4 separate regions of the Hordeum vulgare genome follow, and regions 2, 3 and 4 are each linked to region 1. The links are chromatin contacts, called in public Hi-C maps. All regions are on one chromosome and are shown on one strand. Each heading gives the region's core, a stretch centred on a gene start, on an enhancer-like site or on the middle of the called end of the contact. The rest is flanking DNA. Distances are from core to core; before and after follow the strand shown. Region 1 holds the start of LOC123443420 (mediator-associated protein 2). Region 2 holds the start of LOC123443418 (transcription factor STKL1-like). Region 3 overlaps LOC123443419 (FAD synthase). Region 4 holds the start of LOC123439767 (pentatricopeptide repeat-containing protein At5g56310-like).

Region 1 (3,198 bases), core at 451-2,950:
AAAGTATTCATAGCAATTTTGATAAAATAATGGTATTTTCAGTCAATGAAAATGGAGAAGGGACTAGACAAGTCAGCTAGACTACAACGTATTACTCGTGGATGGCATGTCATTCAACTAGCTTATCTGTACTCAAGGAGGAGGATGTAACTGGCCATTACATAAAAACTTTTACAAGGAAATTTCACTTGAAATACCAAACTTCTGGAGTCAGAACATCCACAAAGAATAACATCTTTTTTTAGACTGTAGTGTAACATCTTGGTAATTTCTATTCCTGTTTAAAGGAGTCAATAGGGACTAATAGTTTGCTTTGCACAGATAAACAAGCAAATTCGAATAAAAGGAAGTTCAGAGTGAACTAAGATCTCAAGCCAATACTTCTTGGCTTGCATAACATTAGTGACCATCAAATAACAAGCATTGTCTGAATCTTATTAACAGCTAACAAAATGGAAGACAAGTTCCACAATGGACAAGCAAGTTGTTTCATTTTTATGATAACACCACTGTCTTAAGGAATAAAGACCACTGTCCAGATAAAATAGACCCGCTGAAGGCTCAAGAGTAACAGTATTTACAAAAACCAAACTCTGTTGTTGTCTGAATGCTGGGAACTTTAAGATCACTGAAACATGTAATTAATCAAGTGAAAATAATTTCCAAATAATACATCGTGTTTATTTACCTGAAGAACTCTCCAAATTTCCCAAGTTTCCATCGTCATGAAGCTTAAGAGAAACCTTTTCACCATTGAAATCAGAAGCATTTACCTGTTTAATAATATAGAAAAATGTTATCCTGGAGCCCAAATGCAGTATACTAGTAACATGGGTGGAAAAAATGCTTCCAGGTTACATGGTTTAGAGGCCACTGTATTAGCCAAAATTCTGTAGAGTCAGATGGCGGTATTTCAGGCATGCCCTGCTCTTCACTCTCCTGAAATGCCGGTCCAGGCTGATAGCTACAAAGGTTGCAGCAAGGTTTCAGATGCAGAAGAACATACACTTGAATTTGAAAATATAATAAGCACACAAGTAAGGCCAAGCCGATACTGGACTAATTCACAGCTATGAACGTACTCCCTCCGTTCCTAAATATAAAGCCTTTTTAGAGATTTCACTATGGACTACACATGAAGCAAAATGAGTGAATCTACGCTCTAAAATACGTTTATATACATCCGTACGTAGTCTATAATGAAATCTCTAAGAGGTCTTATATTTTGGAACGGGGGGAGTACTATTTATCAAGGATGTCTGGCTTGTGAACTGCCAAATTCCCGTTACTTTTTATGGTTCACGTCTGGCAACTGGCGTGCAGAAAACCGGGACACACGAGCTCGGCTAGCAGGCGCAGCCCCGGTATCCCACCCGCCGAGAGACGCAGAAAAATACCCGCCACCACGCACAGAGACTACGGCAGAGGAGGAGAGAGGGGGTGCACCGGCGCTAGGGTTTGGAGCGAAGGAACATGACGGAAGCCGGGTTGGTTATTTGTTTTTCTAGCTCCGAAACTGAAAACTTGACGAGACCCGGGACTAGCAAGTAATCAATCGAAGAGTAGAAGTGTCATACCGGACTACGCCTTTCACCATCTCTACTGCCGGCGAAGGAGCTCCGGCGAAAGGGCGAGGGGCTGGCGGCGGCAACTGGAGCGAGAACGTGTAGGGAGGGGAAACGGGGGATTGGGAAGCGGGCACGCTCGCATCGCTAGGCCAGAAGCACCGACCGATAAATGGGCCAGGCCCACGACGCAGGAAGCAGCCGCTCGGTCGCTCCTTTCACAATAGGCGAATCCTTGCGCCGGTTTATAAACAAATTGCTATCCGGCGCCTGCAGCGTGTTAGCTGGCCTCGGCCCATCTTCTCTTTTCTTCAGTTGTAAGATAAAAAGAAAATCCCACCTTTGTTGCGATTTAATCCAGCGACCTTTGGGTTAGTAGTGTGAGGACTAACCACTCCATCGTCCTGCGTTAGCTATTCAGGTACTGCTTCTTCCTCTGTTTCTTCTTTCCTCTTACGCCTTTTCCCTTTTTTCTTTTCCTTTTTTCACTTTTTCACTTTTTTTTGTCTTTGTTTTTAATTGCATGAACTTTTTTTCAAATTTGGTAAACTTTTTTTAGTTGCATTGAACTATTTTTAAAATTGGTTGAACTTTTTTTCAAATTCGACAAACGTTTTTCATATTCGATGAACTTTTTTCCAATTTGTGAACATATTTCCAAATTTCATAAAAAACAATCAATTTTGTGAAGTTTTCTCAAATTTATGAACTTTTTTCAATGTGTACGAATATTTTCATTTTTTATGTCTTTTTTCAAATTCAATGAAGTATTTCTCAACAAAATTAAACTTTATTCAAATTTGATGAACTTTTTTCAAAATTGATGAATTTTTCTTCAAATTTTGTGATTTTTTAAAAATCGATGAAGTTTTTTCAATTTCGATGAACTTTTTCATGTTCGATGTACTCTTTTAAAAATTGATGAACTATTTTTAAAATCAATGAATTTTTTTCAAATTTGATGAACTTTTAAAAAAAATCTATGATTTTTTCTTTAAAATTGATGGATTCTTTTTTCAAAAATGATGAATGTTTTTCAAATTTGTGAACATTCTTCAAAGTTGATGATCTTTATTTATTTTTTATTTTTAATTTTTTTAAGAAAAGAATTTATTAAGTAGTCAACTGGCCCGGTCAACCATTGACCACGAGACATGAAACAAACAGCTACTCTGAACGAGTGATACCCCCTTTCCTGGGCCGGCCCACGGGAGCTGATGCACGCTACGCTGTGAGTACTGGTTCAGGAAAGTGGCGCTTAGAGCGTCAACTAGGACCTCCCTTCACAATAGTGCTACACCTATGAAAGCTTTATGTGAGGTTACGTAATGACTAAGAAGCGGAGAGTCACTAGTTAGCGAGCGCTCCTTTCGGAGCCTCCAAGAGAACACTCCCGCGGCCTGCCATTTGGCACATTTTCAGCCGCCGCCACATGTCACGTTCTGAGCGCTTCCTTCGAATTTCGTTTTTTTCCACACGTGTTTTCGGCTTTTTAGATTGTTTTTTGGGTGTTTCGGTTTTTCACTAGTCGTTCTTAGTTTTTTTGACCAAAAACAATTCAAAAGTTTTTTCGGAAAAACCACGTTTTATGTTTTTTTTTCACGAGAGGCATGTTTTTGTCTCCGCGAGAGGC
Region 2 (3,198 bases), core at 277-2,776, 980 kb after region 1:
TTTGCACGTGCATGCTTTTAATCTCCCAAAAGACAAAAGCTAAAAAAAAACATTCGGCAGTATATCTCTCACTAATAATAAAGCAAATAGGGTTTCTGGTCTCCGTCATGGAAATTACCCCTAAAGTTTGCATAAATTACCCACCATGCCACCGGTACGTAATAGAAAACGTTTCACAAAGCAAAAAATCTTGTACTGGGCCGGCCCATGTAAAAACCTCCTATATTACGCTCTGCATGCTGGGAGAATATCCAGCACACTGTATGGGCCGGCCCATGCACTGGCGTCTGCTTTTAGTTCTGTTTATTTATTTATTCTCATTTTCGTTTTATTTTTTTATTTTAAATAGTTTAGAACTTCAAATAATCTTTAAATTTTTAATAAACTGAAAATTATAAATCAACATATTTAAAAAATAAAATGTTTGTTACTTCAAAAACTGTCCGGAGTTTTGTATAAAATGCTCGCATATACAATAAAATGTTGCAATTTTAAAAAAATATTTGTACAATAAGAAAAGTCCATGATTTCAAATACAATTCCATGTATTCAAAATTATTAGAGGCATTTAATAAAATGCTTTCTAATTGAAAATATGTTAATGCATTTAAAAAATGTCCTAAAATTTTAAAAATAGCTAATGCCTGTTTTGATAGTTTCTTTTTTTTATTTAAAATATTCCATTCCATTTTTGTTTATTTTTAATTTAAATAATTTAGAATTACATAAAATTTTACATATTAAAAAATAGGAAATTTGAAATAAAATGCTGACGAAAACATAATGTCCATGAATTTAATAAATATATTACTGATTTATAACAATGTCCATGAATTTAATAAATATATTACTGATTTATAAAAATGTTTGTTTATTTAGAAAAACTTCATGCGTTTCAAAAAATGTTTATGAATTTAAAATAAAATCTTCCAACATAAAAAATTATGTTCGCCTTTTCTTGAATTGGTCGCCAATTCAAAAGAAAATATTTAAACCCATTCGAAATATAAAAAATATTCATGATTTTTAGTAAATGCTTGTAAATTGTAAAAAATGTTCTTGATTTTAAAATTGTTTCCATATTTGTAGAATTATTCATGAAAGATCTAATTTATGTAGTTAAACATTACTGCTTGTAAGTCTTTGTGATAATATAACTGTGTGAATTTTGAAGAATTAACTGTTGGATGGATCGAATTATTATTGTATGTTTTCTAATTTTTTTTATTGAAATTCAGAATAAGTCTTTGAGTTACCAAGATTTTTGACAACCATGATATATATATTTTGAAAATGTAAAGATTGATTCAACTTGTGAATAAATTTAAAAGAAAAAACATTTCCTTGCATTTGTGCATAAAATTTCAAAATCAAACGATGATATGTGAACATAATGTGAACATCATCGTTGAAGATTATGTTTTTTTTTCGTAGCAACGCACACGGGACATTTTGCTAGTTTCTTAAAAGAAAACAAGGTGGCATAGGCCTACAAATTCCGTTCATGCCCTCGATGCTCCAACGCATTCACAGCGCGGCCACCGCGTCGCTGCCGTCTCCTCTTTTCCACGGTTCCACCTAACACCCTCTGCTCGCCACCCTCTCCGCCGCTCCTGCTCCCGAAACCCTAGCGGCGAGGATGGGCCGCAAGCGCCGCGAGCCGTCGCCGCCGCCGCCCCCGCCTCCGGAGGAGGAGTCTTCCTCCGAGGAATCCAGCTCCGCCGAGGAGGAGGAGGAGGAGGGGGCGGCGGAGGCCACCCCCACAACCCAAAATCCCCCCAGCCCCTCTTCCGCCGCCACGGCCGACGACGCAGACGCCGATTCGTCGGATGGAAGCGACGAGGAGTCCTCCGAGTCGGGGAAGATCGACGCCGAGGCCTTTGAGCTGCGCCAGATCGCCTCCTCCAACCCGCCGGCGGCTGCGGCTTCCGAGCTCGAATCCGACGACCACGAGCCTTCTCCGCAGGGCAAGGGAAAGAAGAGGGCTAAGGCTGGGGCGGATCCCTCTCCGTCCGGCAAGGCCAAGAAGGCTAAGGCCGGGGCGGCGGAGAAGGCACCCTCCGTGCTCACTCCTTCCAGTGAGGGTAAGAAGAAGCGCAAGGCCCAGCCGGAGAAGACTACACCGTGGAGCAAGCCTGAGAAACCTGGTCACCTCAGGCGCTGGACAGCCGAGGACGAGCTCAAGATCCTGGAGGCTCTTGTTCACCACGTCAAGGCCAATGGCACCCGTCCGGGCGCTGGTGAGCTTATTGCTGCGGTTGGTGGCAGCCTCGAAAGGAAGAACTGCACCAAGACGGAAATATATGAGAAAGTGCGAACTCTTAAGCTGCGCTATGAGAAAGCGGTGAGCACAGGCGCTCTGCCAGAGAAAGATGATGACCTCCGCAAGTTCAAGCTCTCGGAGCAAGTCTGGGGAGAAAATGCAAAGCAGGTCGCTGCAGCCACCATGGCCCAAAATGAGGCTGCTTCCTCAAAGAGCAAGAAGAAGGGGCAGACTAGCAAAGAGAAAACAGAGGGTTATTCAAAGGGTGGTACAGTGAAGGAGGACACCACCATTGCCGTCGATGAAAATGTCGGAACTTCGACCGAGCTTAACAAGGGGCAGGCCACCGAAGAGAAGGTAGACGAAGATAGCAAAGGCAGGTCATCAAAGAAAGCTAGAACTGCTGATACTCCTGCTAAGAGTAGAAAGCGGGTAAACCACAAGGAGGAATTGGAAGGCGATGCAAAAACTGGCACTGCAAAGGAGACTGTGGATACTACCGCTCAAAATGGTGGCACTTCGGTGAGGAGCAAGAGTGGAAAGTCTGACAAAGAGAAAGCGGATGAAGATGCAGAGAGCCCCACGCTAAAGGAGGATATGGCTGACACTCAAAATGCTGTCACCCTTGATCTGTTTAAGAAGGAAGGGGAAACTCATGACGAGAAAATGGACACTGATGCTAACGTGAAAGGCACGCGCAAAGGTTTTGATGAATTGCAGAAATTGTACCCTAACCTTACCTCTTTTGTGGAGGAGATCCAGGCCCAGCATCCATGTGGGGAGACACTGAAGAGAGTATTTGAGTTCATTAATGATGAGAAGGCATCTGCTTTGGAATCCAAGATCAAGAAGCAAAGAGTATCTGAGTTGAGGATGGAGATGCGCCGAGCTGACACAAAAAAGGAGGTGACCAACATATTTATAGGATTGCTGAA
Region 3 (3,198 bases), core at 450-2,949, 640 kb after region 1:
GCGGACCTTTATGTAGATAACTGCATGTCTTCAGTAATAATCACTTCATTTCAAGAAAATACTCATTATGTTCATGACTTTCATTGTGTTCTGCTTAACTTATTACTCCCTCCGTCCCAAAATTCCTGTCTTATGTTTGTCTAGAAAAGGATGTACTAAATACTAAAACGTGACTACATACATTTATATCTAGACAAATCTAAGACAATAATTTTGGGACGGAGGGAGTATTATGTACTCCCTCTGTCCCAAAATAAGTGTCTCAACTTCAGTACAACTTTGTACTAAAGTTAGTACAAAGTTGAGAAACATATTTTGGGACAGAGGGAGTATGTTTTCCCGTTACACTGGGATTGACTCTACAGTTCCAGTGGTGCCATCATGGTGGTTACAGTAGGATACTTACATTTGTGTTCAGTATTCAGTTTTCTTGTCATCTACCAAAAGTGAGCTTTGAGGCTTAAGTTATAAAGAGACATTTCAGTCTTTATCTAATTCGGATTTGTGGAATGCTTGTTCAGGTCAAAATTGCTGCGGTGGTTGCAAAGCTATGCCTAGAATTTTCTGATGTGTACATAGGTATGATGCCTGTAATAGGAGGCTCTAGTTTAATTATCTAGTTAATCAGCAAGGAAAAGAGTTCTGTTATCTTTACATTGTAGTTCCATTTGATTATTGTTGATTGACGTTTTGGATATGCAGGGTCTTATCGGATTTCGAGAATGGGGCCGTTGGTTGTGAGTCTTATTGGAAAGGTATCAGTATGACTGGATCAAGCATTCATAAATGTTACTGTATTTAAAATTCTAGTCATGCGCTGCTAGTGTAAAAAATTGATACTCTGTTATATGGGTTCTTGTATATTATTACATCCCTTAATATTGATGGGAAGAAAAACAATATGTAATCTCCAACCAAGTGTGTATGGGGACCCGATGATGTCACTGAACTATGCTATTGACTGCTCTAGCATCCCAAATGGACGACTTGACACAGGACTGATGATGTTATGCTTGACTATGTCGTAGTATTTCTTACAGGATCCTTTTTTTTCTTAATGTCAGGATAATCAGAGGGTACAAGAGGCTGCTTTGAAGCTGTCAGGTAGCTTTGAAGGACAATTTTCCCAGGTTGACGGTTGCAAATAGGCTGTCAAAGTCTACACACCTCCATATTCGAACCACATTCTTTCTGCTCGAAGTTCTGAAATTGTGCAGATCTAACTGTGCAATGCGGTGCTCAGATGCCTTAAACCACCCAGCTACCACTCTGAAGCCCCAGAAATTGTTTAGGAAACATACAAATTTTGTATTGCTACCCATTTAGAAATGAATTGACAAGTGCAGATGCTGAGGGCTTCGGCTAGTAACAACTTAACATGGGTAGCTTTGCCGGCTATTTTGACTGGGCTAAGAAACACTGTTATTTTGTGGAAAATTAATTGAAGTTGATTATAGCACGGTTTTCTTATTTGATCCAAGTGTGCAATGCTTGGTTTGTTTTTCTTTTCCGCGGTAATGCTTGATTTGCTGGCGTTTCTGATGTTTCTTTTCTTTTTTGAATCTGCCAGCCCGTTAATTCCTTGTTTTATGATTGTGTCAGCGACAACTTACAGCTAAAATAGATAGGTACTCCCTCTATCCCAATATTAAATGTTGCCCGAACACGTATTTCAGTGCTAGATTCGTTTGAGCGACAGTTGTGCCTGTTCGGCAACGCTACTGGAGCGGAGGGCACTTTGACGAACTCCACTAATTGTAACTGGACCCCACTCTGCTCCGGCGAACGCGGCTTTAATATAGAACTTGACTCCTCAAAATTGCTTGGAATTAATATTCATAAATATACTGCTACTCCGATCTGCCGTAGGTAGTTTTAGAGTTGAACAACAATTAAATCTGTACGTAAATGTCAACGTAACCTTGACCTGCCTATTTTTTGACCTCACAAATACAGTGAATACTTGAACTATGGACTCGGCTGTTGATTTTTCACCCACCACCGCCGGCGACGTTTTCAGCCAGGAAGGAGTCCCGCCCGATTTGGGATCCGCCGGCGCGCCGATTTCGATCGTTTCGGCTATTGATCGGAGTGCCGTTGCACGTGATGGTCCTGCAGCTTGTGGTCGTCCTCTAGAGCTCCGCAGGCAGCCGCTCCATCGGCGCGATCGAGCCGAGCGGCCGCTGCTTCTGTCGGTGTCACCGAATTTTTGGGCAACACTCGTCCGACATGCATCAAGGGGGCCCTCCTAGGCATTTCGCCACTGACGCAGCAACCGTCTAGGCTCCGACGAGTAGCCACTCCGTTTCATCCTCCTCACACACAAAGTGTTCGATGAAATTTATACAGGGTAAATTTTGTTAACTTGTCGCTTTTTTTATGCGCACGAAGACGTAGTTTGTGTTATGATATATGCAACTTAAATTATTAGAGCATCTTTAACAGAGACCCGGTATAACGTCATTACCCGTAAAATAACCGTCAACATCGGGTCGGCGCGGAAAATTCTGCCCCAAGCAGACCCCGCAAACGCGTACGACCCGTAAAAGTTTTTACGGGACGCGGCAAAAGTTCGCCCTCAACCTTTAGATTCATGGGGTGGGAGGCCGTCCCAAGCTCGCCCCTATCCGCAGCGAGATTTAGGGCGAGGGAAATTTTCGTGCGGCCGTTCCCGCTCCCCCCTCCTCGGCAGCCATTGCCCTGCCACCGCGCGCTCCGGTCCATCTTCCCCGCCATTCTTCGCCGCCATGGAAGGCTCAGAGCCGTCCCCCGTCAATGTGGAGGTTGCGCACGCGCAATCCTTCCGGCGGATCTCGTCGCAAGCGGCAGGGCAACGTTGTCGTGCAGGGCGGCAATCCGGCTGGCCCCACTGGGAAGGCACACGCACCGAGCGCCATCGTCGCTGCGCGATCTGCTCGGGCGCCGACGGAGAAGGTGAGCAGGGTTTCGGGCATGAAGCGGAAGAAGATTCCTACGAAAAGGCCGACACCTTTGTCCACTCCCTCCGCCCCAGCGAAATGTTCCTCGATGATGCCTTTCAACGATGCTGCTTCCACCACAAGCGAGGTGTTCGACGAAATGGCCGGAAGGTATGCATCTTCGATCCCTTGTTCTTGCTTCTCTTTTCATCATTGTGGTAGCTCGTGACTTGATGTCACTCAATGCAACGGTGGTTCAAACAATGCCGCTATCGAGTTC
Region 4 (3,198 bases), core at 392-2,891, 570 kb before region 1:
AGAACAAATCGCTCATGCAACGACTACCCCATCAAGAATCAACTATCTGAATTTTGACCTTCCGTACACACACACCGCATATGCTCTTCGAAGAATGCTCTTACGGTCTTACCCTTCTTCAATATCATGCGGTGCTTCGGGGAGCACAGCAACATAACCGATGGATTTCATGTCAGCGGTGATCTCACGCAATATTTTATGTATCTTATGTAAGCAAGGATGCGATCCATCTCTGGAAGTGAACTCATGAACCACACCACCAACTTCAATAGAACTTGCCCCTGGTACATTTCTTAAGCCCCCGTCTCTCATTGCCTTGCGAAGTTTGCTCACTTCATCCCACCTCTCCTGTTCTGCATAAATATTAGACAGGAGAATATAGTTCCCACTGTTATGAGGCTCAAGCTCAATTAGATGCACCAGGGCTTGTTCCCCAAGCTCAGCATCAGCATGGGTCCGAGCAGCAGCAAGAAGAGCTCCCCATATTGCTGCATTTGCCTTGAAAGGCATGTCCTTAACTAAGTCTCGAGCTTCCATCAAACAACCAGCACGACCAAGTAAATCGACCATGCATCCATAATGTTCAACTCGTGGCTTAATCCTGTAGTGAGATACCATGATTTGGAAATACCAGCGACCCAAATCAGTCAGTCCGATATGGCTACATGCTGACAGGATGGCAAGAAACGTGATGTCATTTGGTGCCACATTCTCCCTTTCCATCCGGCGGAACATATCAACAGCTTCGGAACCGAGGCCATGCAAAGCAAATCCAGCGACCAGCGTCGTCCAAGTCACAATGCTCTTGTGCCCCATGCCCTCAAACACCTCCACAGCCTTGGCAACACACCCGCATTTGAGGTACATGTCAATTATGGCATTCATCAGCGGTATATGCCAGCATAACCCCCGCTTCACGATGAACCTGTGCACCCATTCCCCCAAATCAACCGCTCCGAGATCCCCACAAGCCGACAACACGGACAGCATTGCTATCCCATCAGGCTCGATGGCCTCCTCCACCTGCATCCTCCGGAACATCTCGACGGCCTGTGCTGGCCGTTTCATCTGCGCGTACGCTCCGATCAAGGTCGTCCATGACACGACATTCCTCTGTGGCATAACATCGAACAGCTGACGCGCGCAGTCCAGGTTGCCGGACTTGACATACCCCGAGATGGTAACGTTCCAGCAGAAGATGTCCTTGTGGACCGTTTCATCGAACACACTGCGCGCGGAGGCTGCGCAGGCACAGGAGAAGTAGGCCTGGATGAGACTGGCCGAGACGTGAGCGTCGGAGGCGAGCCCGGCACGGACGACAATGGAGTGGAGCTGCGGGCCGAGAGTGCCACGCAGGTGGGGAATCCGGGCGGCAGCGTTGAGGGATACGGAGGGATGTATTCGACGGAGGAGCGCGAGGGCGTGGAGGCGGAGAGGAAGGCGGAGAGAGGCGAGGAGGAGCGCCGAGAGGAGTCGCGCGTTGCGATGGCCGCCGCGGGTGAGGAGGAAGGCGTGGGCCTGCAGGAGGTGGCGCGGGGAGTCGAGTCGGTTGAGGAGGGAGAACGCGCGGTGGAGCGCAAAGGACAGAGGCGGCATGCGGAGAGCTTGCGGCGCGGTGGTGACTGCCGGACAGTGGCCGGACTTGGTGCATTCGTGACGTGGGGTACTGAACAGGCCTGGGAGGAATTCGATCGAGACCAAACCAACCGGGCCGGAGTGTAGTGTTGGGACTTTAGGCCCGGTATCCTCTCCAAATACATTTTGTTTTTACATACCTCTCCAAATACTCCCTCCATTTATACTTATACAAAGCCACTATAAAATATATATTTTGCATCTATACAAGTCCATCAATAATAACTGAGGAAAACATTAATGATATTTTCTCACACTAGTAACCTATTTAAGTCTTCATCCATGCCAGTGGCGGACCTAGAAATAAACTGGAGGGTGCACACACTTCAAAAAAATTGAGATCTATTTTAATTGTGGGCCTTGAAAATCAGCAATTTTCACATGGTAAAAATATATATTCCAAAAATCTGGGTGTTCCATGGCACCCCCAGCACACCCGCTGGATACACCATTGATCCATGCAGTCATAATGACAATCAGCTACTTCCTACACTCACTTTGCTTGCATGCATGAAGTGTATTAATGGTTTCAATAAATAAAAAGAAAAGCTATCTTCGAAAGCATGTATTAACTTTTATCTTGGTATCTGTAACATATGTTTGTGACTTTTTTTATAAAAATGAAGAGGGTACATAAGACAACGAAGGTTTCACGAAAATAATATAAAATTTCAAAAATAATATTTTTCATGATAACTTAAAAAACAATATAATTTCTTAATTTCTTTAGAATTTTAAATTTAAAAATGTGTTTGTGGCCTTTTATTTTTCTATTTTCCTATTTTAAATAAATTAAAAAACAATATAATTTCTTGTTTTTATTATAAATTCAAATTTAAAAATGTTCCGAATTTCTGATTTTCATGATATGTTTCTTAATAAATGACAAAAATCACAAAATGTTCAGATTTCATAGTTTTATTCTCGTTCTGAATCTTATTTCCATTAACTCAAAAAATGTTCGAGTTTCAAAATTTGCTCATATTTTTAAAAAATGTTCACAATTTGAAATAATGCTCGTGTTGTCAAATTTTGTTCAGAGTTACAAAAGAATGCTTCCTTTATCAAACACTGTTGACAGATCCAAAATAAGTTTTTCTTTCTTCCAATGTTGTTCCAAGTTTCAAAAAATGGTACTATTTTCCAAAAAAGTTCGCCTTTTCAATTCTCATTCAAATTTTCTTGAAGTGTTCTCGTTTTTCGAAAAATGTTCACACGTTTAAAAAATGTTTGTGTTTCCAAAATTTGTTCAAAACTACAACAAAACTTTGTTGTTTTCCAAAAAATTGTTTCACATTTTAAAATAATTATTCGCAATTTTGGAATTGTCTGTGTTCAAACAATGATACATGTTTTTAAAACAAACTGTGTTCAGACATTTAGAAATCTTTAGATCTGTCGTGGCTTATTGTTCTTATATGTGTGTGTTTTTTTCCTAAGAAATTTTCGTGGTGCAATGTTTAGCCGCGAGTGGCCTGAATGGGAGGTCTCGCCTTCGATTCTCCAGGCATGTGCAGTAATTTTATCGTTGCTACAGTTTTCTCTTTTTTTTTTTATCATTCG

Evidence for each region. A called contact is a pair of places that touch in the nucleus more often than the background predicts.
Region 2: a contact with region 1 is called in a Hi-C map of leaf, with 5 times the contacts expected there. The contact joins the promoter of LOC123443418 here to the promoter of LOC123443420 in region 1. A contact is called at or near these places in 2 of 6 Hi-C or Micro-C datasets (leaf and seedling) and 1 of 1 datasets of contacts at active chromatin or transcription factors (embryo).
Region 3: a contact with region 1 is called in a Hi-C map of leaf, with 4 times the contacts expected there. The contact joins the enhancer-like site here to the promoter of LOC123443420 in region 1. A contact is called at or near these places in 2 of 6 Hi-C or Micro-C datasets (leaf and seedling).
Region 4: a contact with region 1 is called in a Hi-C map of seedling, with 5 times the contacts expected there. The contact joins the promoter of LOC123439767 here to the promoter of LOC123443420 in region 1. A contact is called at or near these places in 5 of 6 Hi-C or Micro-C datasets (leaf, seedling and an unstated tissue) and 1 of 1 datasets of contacts at active chromatin or transcription factors (embryo).

Annotation. Positions count from the first base shown.
Region 1 is chr3H:179,131,099-179,134,296 of MorexV3_pseudomolecules_assembly, reverse strand. It overlaps LOC123443420 (mediator-associated protein 2), which reads right to left and starts at 1,700. Exons shown (of 6, transcript XM_045119775.1): 1 at 1,578-1,700; 2 at 859-964; 3 at 689-773. The coding sequence starts at 1,597.
Region 2 is chr3H:178,148,322-178,151,519 of MorexV3_pseudomolecules_assembly, reverse strand. LOC123443418 (transcription factor STKL1-like) reads left to right here and starts at 1,526. Exons shown (of 2, transcript XM_045119772.1): 1 at 1,526-3,198. The coding sequence starts at 1,640.
Region 3 is chr3H:178,492,107-178,495,304 of MorexV3_pseudomolecules_assembly, reverse strand. It overlaps LOC123443419 (FAD synthase), which reads left to right. Exons shown (of 16, transcript XM_045119774.1): 14 at 522-579; 15 at 703-755; 16 at 1,065-1,470. The coding sequence ends at 1,148. Among protein-coding and RNA genes, the nearest start is that of LOC123443419, 11 kb to the left of the region's middle. Within about 2 kb of position 1,699, at least 2 of the 3 cell types and tissues checked have open chromatin away from gene starts, as enhancers often do. A contact at or near this core is called in leaf, where this site is marked.
Region 4 is chr3H:179,700,906-179,704,103 of MorexV3_pseudomolecules_assembly, reverse strand. It overlaps LOC123439767 (pentatricopeptide repeat-containing protein At5g56310-like), which reads right to left and starts at 1,641. Exons shown (of 1, transcript XM_045116445.1): 1 at 1-1,641. The coding sequence starts at 1,596. The coding sequence ends at 109.